2 separate regions of the Bombyx mori genome follow, and region 1 is linked to region 2. Evidence: chromatin contacts called from public Hi-C data. All regions are on one chromosome and are shown on one strand. Each heading gives the region's core, a stretch centred on a gene start, on an enhancer-like site or on the middle of the called end of the contact. The rest is flanking DNA. Distances are from core to core; before and after follow the strand shown.

Evidence for each region. A called contact is a pair of places that touch in the nucleus more often than the background predicts.
Region 1: a contact with region 2 is called in a Hi-C map of middle silk gland, with 2.5 times the contacts expected there. The contact joins the enhancer-like site here to the promoter of LOC134199536 in region 2. A contact is called at or near these places in 2 of 7 Hi-C or Micro-C datasets (middle silk gland and posterior silk gland).

Annotation. Positions count from the first base shown.
Region 1 is chr10:10,494,964-10,501,143 of ASM3026992v2, forward strand. The region is part of intron 2 of LOC134199538 (a long non-coding RNA gene); the gene reads left to right. Among protein-coding and RNA genes, the nearest start is that of LOC101740852, 9.0 kb to the left of the region's middle. Within about 2 kb of position 3,833, at least 4 of the 8 cell types and tissues checked have open chromatin away from gene starts, as enhancers often do.
Region 2 is chr10:10,347,392-10,353,521 of ASM3026992v2, forward strand. It overlaps LOC134199536, which reads right to left and starts at 3,773. Exons shown (of 2, transcript XM_062670664.1): 1 at 3,644-3,773; 2 at 1,311-3,360. The coding sequence starts at 3,646. The coding sequence ends at 1,705. LOC101740715 (transmembrane protein 17) reads left to right here. Exons shown (of 7, transcript XR_009974076.1): 7 at 252-1,008. It overlaps LOC692943 (glycolipid transfer protein), which reads right to left and starts at 1,433. Exons shown (of 5, transcript NM_001046783.1): 1 at 1,168-1,433; 2 at 796-851; 3 at 69-181. The coding sequence starts at 1,294.

The DNA of each region.
Region 1 (6,180 bases), core at 2,583-5,082, 150 kb after region 2:
CGGTGCCCATTGTTAATAACTATGAAGAAATAGTTCTGCCTACTTATAAAGCGTGTCCATCTTTAACTTATTTAAATACCACAAAGAAGTGACCCTGAGCAGGACGAGCGCGGATTCTATTTACATAAGCACAGTTATTTACTTTGAATTATCTTCTGAAGATTAAAATAATTTATATAAATTTTCTCATTTAATATTAATTAAAGTATTACTGTGGGTGGGTATTACATCTTTGCCTATTTCTGCCGTGAAGCAGTAGTGCGTCTCGGTTTGAAGTGTGAAGCAGCCGTTGTCCTGTAAAAACTAAGACTCCGAAGTCATGAACTGTATATTGAGAACTGTATATGATGAACGCAATAAACAAGCAATAAATAAATAAATAAATGTTGATAAAAGAAGGTTTTCAAATATTCGAATTTTCTCGAAGCGTTCCAGATTAACGACAAATAAATTTTCTATGTAATATAAGAGTCGTAAGCAAATTTTATGGTGAGCAACATAGTAATAGTAGCCGGGGATAAGTCATACACGTCACCTGGCCACAAACTGGGATTTCCTTTTTTTTTTACCTGTTCTAGTAACCTCGAGGGATTATTCTAGATTCACCGAGCTAGTAGGTGAGCTCACGGGGCTCAGACCGGGAGTGGTGCTAACACCGGTCCTAGCAAGAGCAGTGCTTCGCAGAATCAACCACCGGATCGGAAACGCGACCCACTGAGAAGGGCGAGAAACCCAGTGGACTGTGTCTATGGGTTAATTTACTCGTCGAGCCCTTCGTCGCAAGCGACGGGTTCGGCGTGGACGGTGACCGGATCGAGCCCAAGACGCTTTTGCAACACCGCGTTAGTCAAAAAATAGTAGCCCTTAATTTAAAGAGCATTCAATTATAATAATTAATATTAATTAAGAACGCGACGAGGATTATCGCCGCAGGTCTTTTATTATAATAAAGCGGTGGATATCTGACGAATTTTCAACTAATTTTGAGGGTATTCACCTTAGACATGTGGAATGATGTGGAAATGTCAAACGATTCAATGATCGCTTCATTGCATCAGTCACCGAAATATTCAAATGGAACCGGTGTTTCAATGATGCAATTTACTGAATTACCTATGATTATTTTTTGTTTGAAATATTTCAACCAATGAGATTCCAAAAAAGTGTACCTACTTATTGAAGCATTGAGCCCATTTTTTTAATTATGACAAAGAAAAGCATGTAAATTTTTTTAGAAGTTCAACGTGATCGTTTATTATCTACATTTAAAATGGAAATACAGTGAGTGGTATCAATCATTACCAGATCTCAGAAATTTAAAGATACTTCGTATCTGTTGTTTGTTTTTTATCTACCAATGTTTACACAAGGCACAAGGCATACCGACACGTAGCAAAAGTTGCAAAGGCAACCGTTCATATAGCAAGGATAGTTTATGGACCAGAGAGACAAACGTTATCCTAGGAAAATCCAATGACATATTCTTAGGCCCGCGGTCTGCTCCTAACGCATCTGCAGAGCGTCAAGTCCACAGATCATAGAAACTCTATGATCTGTGGTCAAGTCCCACATACGTCACGTACCCCCTAGGCGTGGACACCTCGCAGGAGGTTCGCCCCCTGCGAGAAAAAAAGGGAAAACGCAATGTGTTTCATTATTTTTGATTAACAAGTATAACGGATGACGCATAAAACCACACATCTAATACGTTATAAATAGCCCGTTAAGACTACAGGGACGCGAGGTTGTCAAAAAATCAGCGCTGAAATATGTATTTGGAGAGCATAACTTTCTTTACTTCGTAGAGCGATGAACGACACAATGCCAATGTCACCACACAGGCACGAGATCTGAGACTCAATTATATAGGATAACGAATGACCCACAATTCAAACCGGAAAACAATACTTCAAGACAAAAATAGGCAGGGTCCTGTTACATACATATGCGGGCTCATAAGCCACCTTTTCATCAGCAGCAGCAGTAACTTAGCCATATTCCCAAGTAAATCCATATTTAAATGACAATATTTTTAAATAGGTTTATTGAAAATTTACTTTATATTTTTGTCTTCTTCATAAATTGAAGTCGATTAACAACTTACTGTTACTCAATTTTAAAAAGTTTCGTCTTATTTCATTAAGTGATCAATATTTGTTACGAAATCTTTAAAGCTGCTTAAAATTTTCATTGCATTTTCCTAATATTTCTTAAGTCTGCATGATAAAGGTGTATTCATTTAAAAATTAGTCTGTCCTATTCATTTACATAAACAGGCAAAGGCAAAACAGTTCATCACATTTTTCTTCTCGTATTTATCAACAGATTTTCTTATTAAGTAACTATTGACAAACTTTAATGTTATTACAAAACAAATACAAAAAAAGTTCATAACAAAAATAAAATGTAATGCATACAATAAATCAAAATCTTGAGGCGTCAGTGATTGTTATTTAATTGTGATAACTGAGCAAACATTGGTAATTATATGGTATACTTATGTATATATTTATTCAAAATTTCCAGAAGGTTTTTCATCTTAATTAAACTACTTTTTTAATTTTTATTTATTGCATAGATGGGTGGACGAGCTCACAGCGCACCTGGTGTTAAGTGGTTACCGGAGCCCATAGACATCTACAACGTAAATACCGCCACCCACCTTGAGATATGAGTTCTAAGGTCCCAGTATAGTTACAACGGCTGCCCCACCCTTCAAACCGAAACGCATTACTGCTTCACGATAGAAATAGGCAGGGTGGTGGTACCCATGCAGACTCATAAGAGGTCCTACCACCAGTAATTACGCAAATTATAATTTTGGGGGTTTGATTTTTATTACACGATGTTATTCCTTCACCGTGGAACTCAATCGTGAACATTTGTTAAGTACGTATTTCATTAGAAAAATTGGTACCCGCCTTTTTTTTCTTTTTTTAACGCTAGGGAATCCATTATCCGGTCGAGGTGGGTAACAGACCGGGTTATGTCGGACTCCAGCGCCTCCAGAGAAGAAGAGGGAGAAGAGGAAAACCGGTGTCCTCCTCTTCTTCCAATTCCTGTCGGGAGACTACGCCTTGAAAAAGGCGCGCGAGGCACTGCACGGCGTCAGCCACGCAAGAGCTACCCTGCAAAACCAACTACCGACTAAACCCCATCGAGCCCCACCACTCCGACTCCACGAAACCCACGGTACCGCGCAGTGTGCGCCGAAGGCTCGCCTTCTCCGGTACCTACCCGTCCTGTTAATAGAACGGGATTCCATCCCCGGGAAGATCCCGCAGGACTTCGTCTTGGGAGACACACCGTGAGCGGTGCACAGGAGCCACCTTGCGCCGCCTCACCACTGGACCGACAGCCGAGTACCGGGTGCCCCCGCACCCGGCACCCGACAGCCCCTACGGGAGATGAACGGGAGCTTCGCGCCCGTACCGCCCACTCCGCCTTCTTCGCTGAGGAGCCGAAGAGGAATCCCATTCCGTTTCGCGCTCCTCAGCCTCATGGAATGCCATGACCAGGTCGCAAAACCTGGTCATGACCTCCCACGAATTCTGGTCCTCTAGTATGCGGGCGATGACAGCCCGCAAGGAGAGGTCTCTCCCGAGCACCGCGATGAGGTCCCGCCGCGAGTGCTCCCAACGTGGGCACGCTTCGAGTGCGTGCTGAGCGTCATCGTCCGGATGCCCACACTGGTGGCAACCTGGATGTGGCTCTCTCCTGCAGACCTTCCACGGGTACCTCCCGAAGCAGCCATGCCCCGAGAGGACCCGCGTCAGGAAGGAGAGCACGCCGTGTCGCCGACCTGACCATCCCTCCAGCACAGGCACCAGGGCCCCGAGGGTGCGCTGACGAGTGACTAAAGTTTGGCCAAGCTCCTCCAGCAACCGCTCCCTCCACTTGGCGTAGGCCAGATGACGTGCAGCACGCCTCCACCGACCGACAGCCGACAGGCCGGGCGTCCGTCCCCGACTCAGGGACTGTGTCCTGTGCCGGTATACCGTAGCCACTACCTTGGCCTCGAGATCCCAAGGAAGGGAACCGGCGAGGGCGCAGGCGACCTCCCGGGAGACCGTACGATCCCCCTGATGACCCTCATCGCGAGCGCCCGCTGAGCTTGTAGCAGCAAAGCCGCATTACGCGCGGAGAGTGCGGGCGACCACATGAGAGCGCCGTACAAGGCCATACTGCGCACGACCCCCCGGTACAGACGCCGGACACCGGCGCGGCAACCACCGACATTGGGGAGAAGACGGGCTAGTGCACCCGCCATTCCCAGTAGCTTCGGGACCAACTCACCGAGGTGGTTGTCGAAGCGCCATCGGCTGTCCAGCACAAGGCCCAAATATTTGAGCTTCAGCTGGACAGCGATCGATACTCCGCCGACTATGAGAGTTGCTCCCGGAGGGGGTCGCCTCCGGACTGGGTGAAAGTACACGGCCTCGAGCTTGCGGAGGGCCACCTCAAGACCCAATCTTCGAATGCAACTAACGACCGTGGAGACCGCCGCCGTCGTAAGGATCGCTGCAGCTCTGTAGTCATTTCCGCGGGCCGTCACCAGCGTGTCGTCGGCATAGCACACTACGTCGACGCCACGCAGGCTAGCACTGCGCAGGACCCAGTCGAAACCGATGTCCCACAGGAGTGGTCCCAGTACCGACCCCTGTGAGACCCCGCAAGACACCGCTTTCCGTCGGGGAAGACCACATTCCGCCCTGAGAGGTAGTCCTCTATCAGGGTGCGGAGACTAGTGGGGACGCGGTGAAACCGAAGCGATTCAACAATCGTGTTGAAGGCGTTGGCGATATCAATCGACACAGCCAACAACACGCCCCCCTCGGAGCAGGCACGATCGGAGAAGTGGCGGACGCGATCGCAAGATACGAATGCACCGGACGTCTTATCCTTTAGGCCACGACGACTTCAACTTTTTCGGCATAATCCCGTTTTTATTGTCATTGGAAATCATATTTTTAGATATCGTGTTCACAGGCGGCTCCGTAAAAATTAAATTGAGGAAAATACTATGTATAATATTTGCTCTTGATAAAAGTTTATCTGATCGGCAGCATTTGTTTTCACAGAAAAACAAGTGAAATCCATGTTAAATGTTGAACAATTCATTTTACTGTTGATATTTATGATTAGTTTTATTGGTTTGTTGTTATGAATGCGTATTAACAAATTCAAACGCATGTTCGGTGAATGCACGCTGTGACCGACTCGAGGCTGGCCGATAACCCGCCTTATGTAATTTACTTTAAAGACCGATCATGATCTAAACCAGGGATTCTCAAACTTATTTTGTCTTCTGCCCACGTTGAGATAAGTTATTTTTTAGCGCCCCCTTTTTTTCACCTACTTAATAACCACTATAGCGAGAGCTCACTCGGTGTCTAAGAGTCCTAGTTGAAATTACAAATCGCCTCCCAAGCCTCTACCCAACGCTCTCATTTTTTTTTGGGTTTCATACCGCCCCCCTTTAGGCCCGCAGCGCCCACAAGGGGGCGTTATCGCCCACTTTGAGAAAGGCTGATCTAAACAAATAAACATAAGTTCATCTTCATGCGGTGCATCACAGTCGAAACAGATAGATACCATTGACGTTTCCAATTCTTATCAGGAAATATCCCTTGTTATTTCGATGAGTTGATTTACGTTCATACAACTCGAGTGCTATGCCGCCGGCGCCAGACATTTTCGTGTACGTACAAAGTAATAGAGAGCCAGTGGGCACGGATGTGAAAATTTAGTACATTTAGACAAAAATGCTCCGAGTTCCTTTTTATACGCATTTCAAAATTATCAAAGTTTACCTCTTACCGTTTTAGAAAATTGTTACTTGGGACCACACTGAGGCATCTATAAAACAGCATGTACAAAAGCCGTCGTGGCTTAAAGGATAAGACGTTCGGTGCATTCGTATCTTGCGATGCACCGGTGTTCGAATCCCGCTGGCGGGTACTAATTTTTTCTAACTCAAAATACGTACTTAACAAACGATTGACTTCCACGGTGAAAGAATAACATCGTGTAATAAAAATCAAACCCGCAAAATTATAATTTGCGTAATAACTGGTGGTAGGACCTCTTGTGATTCCGCACGGGTAGGTACCACCACCCTGCCTATTTCTGCCGTAAAGCAGTAATGCGCTTCGGTTGAAGGGTGGGACAGCCGTTGTA
Region 2 (6,130 bases), core at 2,523-5,022:
GTTAACTATATTGAATATTATTTATAAATAACATTACCCATTACTGCTTTCAAACCTTGTTATCATACCTGTTAAGCCATAAAACTCCTTCAGTAACAGGAGCTTTACCATTATTAATTTCTTCAAGCATTAACATCAGTAAACAGGAATTTTCATCAAATTTGTAATTTTTTTTTATTCTCTGAAAAACAAAACATACATATGTTGTTAATTTAAAAGAAACCAATTGTATGGACCTTAAGGTATTTCAGAAACCACTGAACAGGAGTCAGAAGATAGGTAACAGGGTTTTATACTGGGTCAGAGAATGACAAAGACAATAAAGAGACATAAGGAGGGAGCCTCATCTGAGAGTATCTGAGATACTGGAATTACTTGAGAACAATTCTGAAATAAAATGGTTTTGCTTTCTTTATGCCACTGATGACATCTTGAAAAGCAATGACATTCAAATAATTTGAAATAAAAAAAATAACTACAGTAAGTTTTTTTATTAGTTTTTTCAAGGTCCATTATTTAATATACTTATTTACAAAAAATGTCAAAAAGTCAAAGAGCATAAGCTAACTATTAATATCAAATCCACATAGAAATTCAAAAGCCTTATGGCCTTATAGTGCATGACCTAAGTAAGGTCTTATCGAGGTTTAGAGAAAAGGACACCCAAGGAAAAACTTAGAAGACCAATCTTATATAGAAATATTTAGAAAAATGTTGAAGAAAGTAATAAAGCTTCAACTAAAATTCAGCCAAATTATACTTTGTTTATAAATATTGAAAAAAAGCGGAACTCACATCAATATTTCCTTGCATATCAAATTTTACAGGTGCAAAAGCTGTGCCAAGGCGTTCTGTAATTTAGATATAATTTGATTAGATATAAATTAGATATAAATTGGTCAACAAAATATAATGTGGAATTTAATTTGGTTTTTAAGTTTTTAACCTGAATAAGTGATGGTTTGACTATTTTATGTAAAATGATAATAAAACATAGTTGTGAATGGACTTTGCTTTCTTCTAAATTGACGAAATATACCCATTTAATGACTTGCAGTGGCGCTCTAATGGAATTATTTCAGAAATCTTCCCTGAAAAACTTATTCTTGTAAAAAAAAAAACATTTCGCACAGGAAACGAACTAGTAAAAATGGATGTTAAACATACCAACAAGGTAGACCAAATCCGTTGCAGCTTCCAAGAAGCTCACCAAATTAATTTTTCCATTTACAACAGGCGGGAAAGACTTCACATCTTCAAAACAAACTATTGTGTGTTGTGTGGAGCTAGCCATTGTAAATACTTATTAGCAGTTATCTTAAATATCTTATTTACAAGGATTTTATAATTACAATTAATTTATTACACATTTACAAAACTTATCTCGTTATCGTGATATTTACAAAAAACATGATAAAGTTCCTAAAATGAAATTGTAAGTAGGTACACAAAAATGTCATCTTGATAAGAATGTGTCAGTGTCAGTTTCTGGTTGTCATGGAACAAAATGCAGAGGTTTGAACAATGTTGCCATGATAATTTTAGTGCTTCCAATTTCGTTAAAATTTAAAAATAATCTACTTATGTGTATGTAATTTTGGCTTCCGTTTCTCTTCACGTTTGGTTTCGTTCAAATCTGTTGATACTATTTATCCTTCGGATTTGCTCACTTTATTGTCAATAGGAAAATTTGTGTTGTTCAATCTAGTATGAAAACGTTTGTTTTAACACATTTCCTAAGTCATCTTCAACAACTATTGTCAAAACTTTTGTTTTAGGGGAAAACGTGAATGGAACCAAAAATCTTTTTTCTGGTAGGAGGTTAGTAAATTCATAAGAATCTAAAACCATTCCATTAGAATCATCTCTGACTTCAACTATCCTGATACCCGCAGTAGAGATAATCATCATTTTGTTTTTGTCAAATTTTAGATATCTAGTAATTGCTTGTCTCTCTCTGCCGTATTCATTATTGAACCATCTATGATAAGACAAAAATACTGCGCAGTTTCTGGTCCAATATATGGAATCATTGCTATGATTGCGGTTTACATTTTTCTTAGATTCTGTTAACTTGTTTGTAATACTTGAGTATACACTTGATGGTCTTGTTATTGGAGTGATATTTGGACTTCTCCTTACAATATCTGATTTTGACATTGATGCAAAGTTTCCTAATGTCGTTTTACTTCTTGGCCCTAACACTCTTAACGGCTCTGCCACATTCATAGTTACATTTATGTTACGTTGAAGAGAAACGGTCGAATGTTGTACTGGTTTTCCATTAAAATTATTCATACTATCTTTTAACAACGATGACCTTTTTTCTCCAACAATGAATACTCTGTCTAAATTATCAAAACCTCTTCCCATTATCCCATCTTTAGTGTGTCCAAGATCAAAAGTATGTCCAAGTTCGTGAAATACAGACCCCAAAGTTGTTGCAAAGCAGCCTCCGAGTGTTCCACGATAACCACTATCGTCCATGAACCTCTTTGGATTTACGGGTGTTGAATTCATAAATTTTGGGATTATTTCATCAATAGTTGTAGGCCAAGTGTATAAGCATGCTGTTCCAAATAAAGCCAATCCTCCACCACCCAAAGCCGCGTAAGCTTCAGTCATAGAAACTGTCTCTTCATGTGTCATAGGCTTGTCGAGATCAGTTCCTTTATACCTTGTGCAAGATATAAAACCTATAAATTTCCTCTCATTGCTTCCTAAATCAGAAAGCATGAGCTCTCTACCAAAGTGAGACCATAATTCAGCTTGTTTCATTTTTCTAGCTTTGTTCACATTTAGCGTACTCTTGAATATTATGCATTCTGGTTTCTTTGGGTTGACTTCGTGTTCGAGTTGAAATGTTTTTCGGCCATTGCCACTTTCAAACAATTTTTCAGCTGTTAAACTTTGTATTAGTTTACAGCCAAGAGATATACGTAAACATGCACTCTCTATAGAGTTGTCAATATCGGATGGACTTTGAAAACAACCGTCATGGCCTTGGCAAATAATGTAGACAGGTGTTACCCTTAGATTCGTTTTTCTCGGTGTGTAATCTAAAATAAATTTCCGGCGTTGTTGTTCTGTGTACTCAAGTTCAATCACATTTTCTCCATGTTTTAATTCAATTATTGCCTTAAACTCTCCATTATGGACATCCCATTGCGTTTTACTTTGTGTCCCGTTGTTTGTGATTGAACAGATTAACTTTTCTTGGGTATTACAGTTTAAACGTGTTATTATTCCTTTAAGAAGAACAACAGAATAGTTAACGCTGTCTCCATTTTGAAAGTTTGTTACGAAAATCGATGAGTTCTGTTCGTTTTCAGAATCATAACTCGTGCGGTTATCCATTACCTGAAAGATTTAAATTATCAACTGCTTGTTAGGTTTTAGGTAGTTGACCTTCGTTGAAGATACGCATTATTCTTGTTTTCTATCATAACTTACAATTTACGACATAATTAGGTTAGCGCATTTTGGTTTGTCGGCTGTTCTGAGGCGTCAAGGTCAGTCCTGATTTCACGTTTCAATTGAAGTTTTATGTATATTATTATGAAGCAGTTCATTTTAACACAGTTTGCAGTCAAACGTAAAGGTCGTCATAATTGAATAGTTTCGCACTTTATTAATGACTCACCATAATGCTGTTCGTGTGTAGCGCACAGAGCCGGCGCGGCGGGAGGACTGTGGGTGCGGGCGGTGCGACGTCAGCTATGCGACCATTCGCGAGCACCGTGCAGCGTCGTTCCTCTTCACTTCCCACTGAACTTGGTCGAACATTAGATCGCTCGGTTTGCGCATGCTCCCCGATGCAGACCGACGTGGTAACGATTGCGTCCGCTAGACAGGTGCGCGTCTGGCTGTCTCCACAGCCAAGAGGGAAAATTTGAACAATGCACCAATAAATCGAACGTGGCTGCGTCGTCGTCAACTGTAAGCCCTTGTTTGTTTCTTTGTTACCAATGAAAACAGATTTAAGGCTTCTTATGTTCGTTTTAGAATCTAAGAGTCTGTCGCTTATAACGTTAACGTTGATCTGAATGATAGTTTGTATAATTATTTAATAACTGTTTAATAAGGTGGGTACTCACTATTTAATAAAATTCCGCAATGATATTTTTATGTTTTATATCTCTAGGAGCGCAAATTAGCTCGAGCTCGCCTGGGGTTAAAAGTTTGCGAGTGCACATATATGTACCTACATCATGACATGAATACCGTGTATGCAGTAGGAAAGGGGTTCAGAATTCAGCGATGCGAGGCAAGCAGGCTTTAGGGATATTTTGGGGGCTAGGTGAAGATGAAAAACATAGTGAATGAGTCAGAGAATAAAATACTTGTGAATTAGCTGATGTTGTCCAAGTCCTTATCTTCTTTTCAGCGGTGAACTGAAGGCGAGCACTCACAATATTAATATAAGTAACGTAAAGTAAAAGTAAAACAAGTGGATTTAATTTAGATTAATTTTATGTGTTCCGCGTAAAAAAGATGCGTTAGTTCCACATTCGAAATTACCTACGTTCTTTGGTAATCTATTTTTGAAAATCCTATGCCTTCAAGGAAGATTCGTTAGATTCCAAAGAGACGACACAAGAGTAAGCTCTAAATTCAAAACTGTTCAAAATTAAGAATCTCATCGAGTATTGTTATAACAAGGCTTCTTCCCTTCAGGCTGAACACACGAATGCATCGCGGTATAAATAGATAGGAGGATGGTACCATCTGTGCAGGCTTATAATCAATCTTACTTGTACTAGCAGAGACCGTGGTCGTTCCGGTAGGGTCTCGTGAATAGCATTGTAGGATCTTTTGACCTCAAAAGTGAAGTCGATGGGAATAATTTGAGAATATAATTACTTGTCCCATTAAAACTAAAATGCAATGGTAGCGGAGTCTAGGCAAAAATAAATATGAACTACCTCAATGAAAAGTCAGCCCCTTTTAGCAAGTCGTAGCTAGGAACATTTTTGTAATCGCTCTTGTAGGCGAGCATACGGATACGCCATTCTAAAGAAGGGTAGTATGTGACAAAAAGATTTTCTGAAAATTCACAGGTCGAAGCGTTCCAAATAGTAAGGAATTTAACACCGGACGGTACGATATGGAAATCAAGATTAATGTATCATCTCCAACAATTTCTCATTAAACACATTAGGTCTACAAACGTTGTTTATACTGATTTGCCAATCTAAGACCTATTCTTCAGAAAAGCATATCCATGGCATGTAACTAATGTATTTTTTCCCCTACCTATGCTGATAGCCTTGGGAGGCTATTTCAGCTACTCCTTGACGTGTATGTAAGCTCGCTGGGCTTAAACCGCAGTGTTGCTAACACTGGCCCTAACAAGAGCAGTGCTTCGCAGAATCTACCACCGGATCGGAAACGCGACCCACTGAGAGGATCCACCGAGAAACTCAGTGGGCTGTGTCTATGGGTTAATTTACTCGTCGAGCCCTTCGTCGCAAGCGACGGGTTCGGCGAGGGCGGTATCCGGAGCTTGAGGTACCTAAAAGCACCGTTAATGCATCGGGAGGAATCAATGTAGGTATATTTGTATTGTAAGAAGGATAGCAATAAAGCGAAGAAGAAACATTGGTGCATCAGTGATCTAGATACGAATGCACTGGACGTCTTATCCTTTAGGTCACGACGACTTCAAAATGATCTCTAAAAAAATCCGTTGATGTATTTTCTATATGTTCAGTTTGTCGCATGTATTATAGCTTGTATTTTGTACTAGCTACATATATTATATACATATAAAACCTATAATAAACTAAATTAAACGAGGAGAATAATGTATTTTTTTTTCCTACCACGTTCGCCTTTTGGGAACGATCCCTTTATATGTACTTAGTATAAACATGTGCATAAACCAAACCCTAATGTAGCTATAGGCAAAAATAAATTGTTACAATAAAATATGAACAACATCATTTTTATTTCAAGTTGGATTTTTTATGTCTGATATGAATATTCTATTCTATTCCTATACCTAGGTATTTATAAGAGGAACAGATCTGTCCGTCCACGCGATATATTGTATACCATACTAAAAAGGCGATCAAAGCAGTGAAGAAAATGATCTTTTTTTTTTTTTTTTTTTTTTTTTATTGCCTTT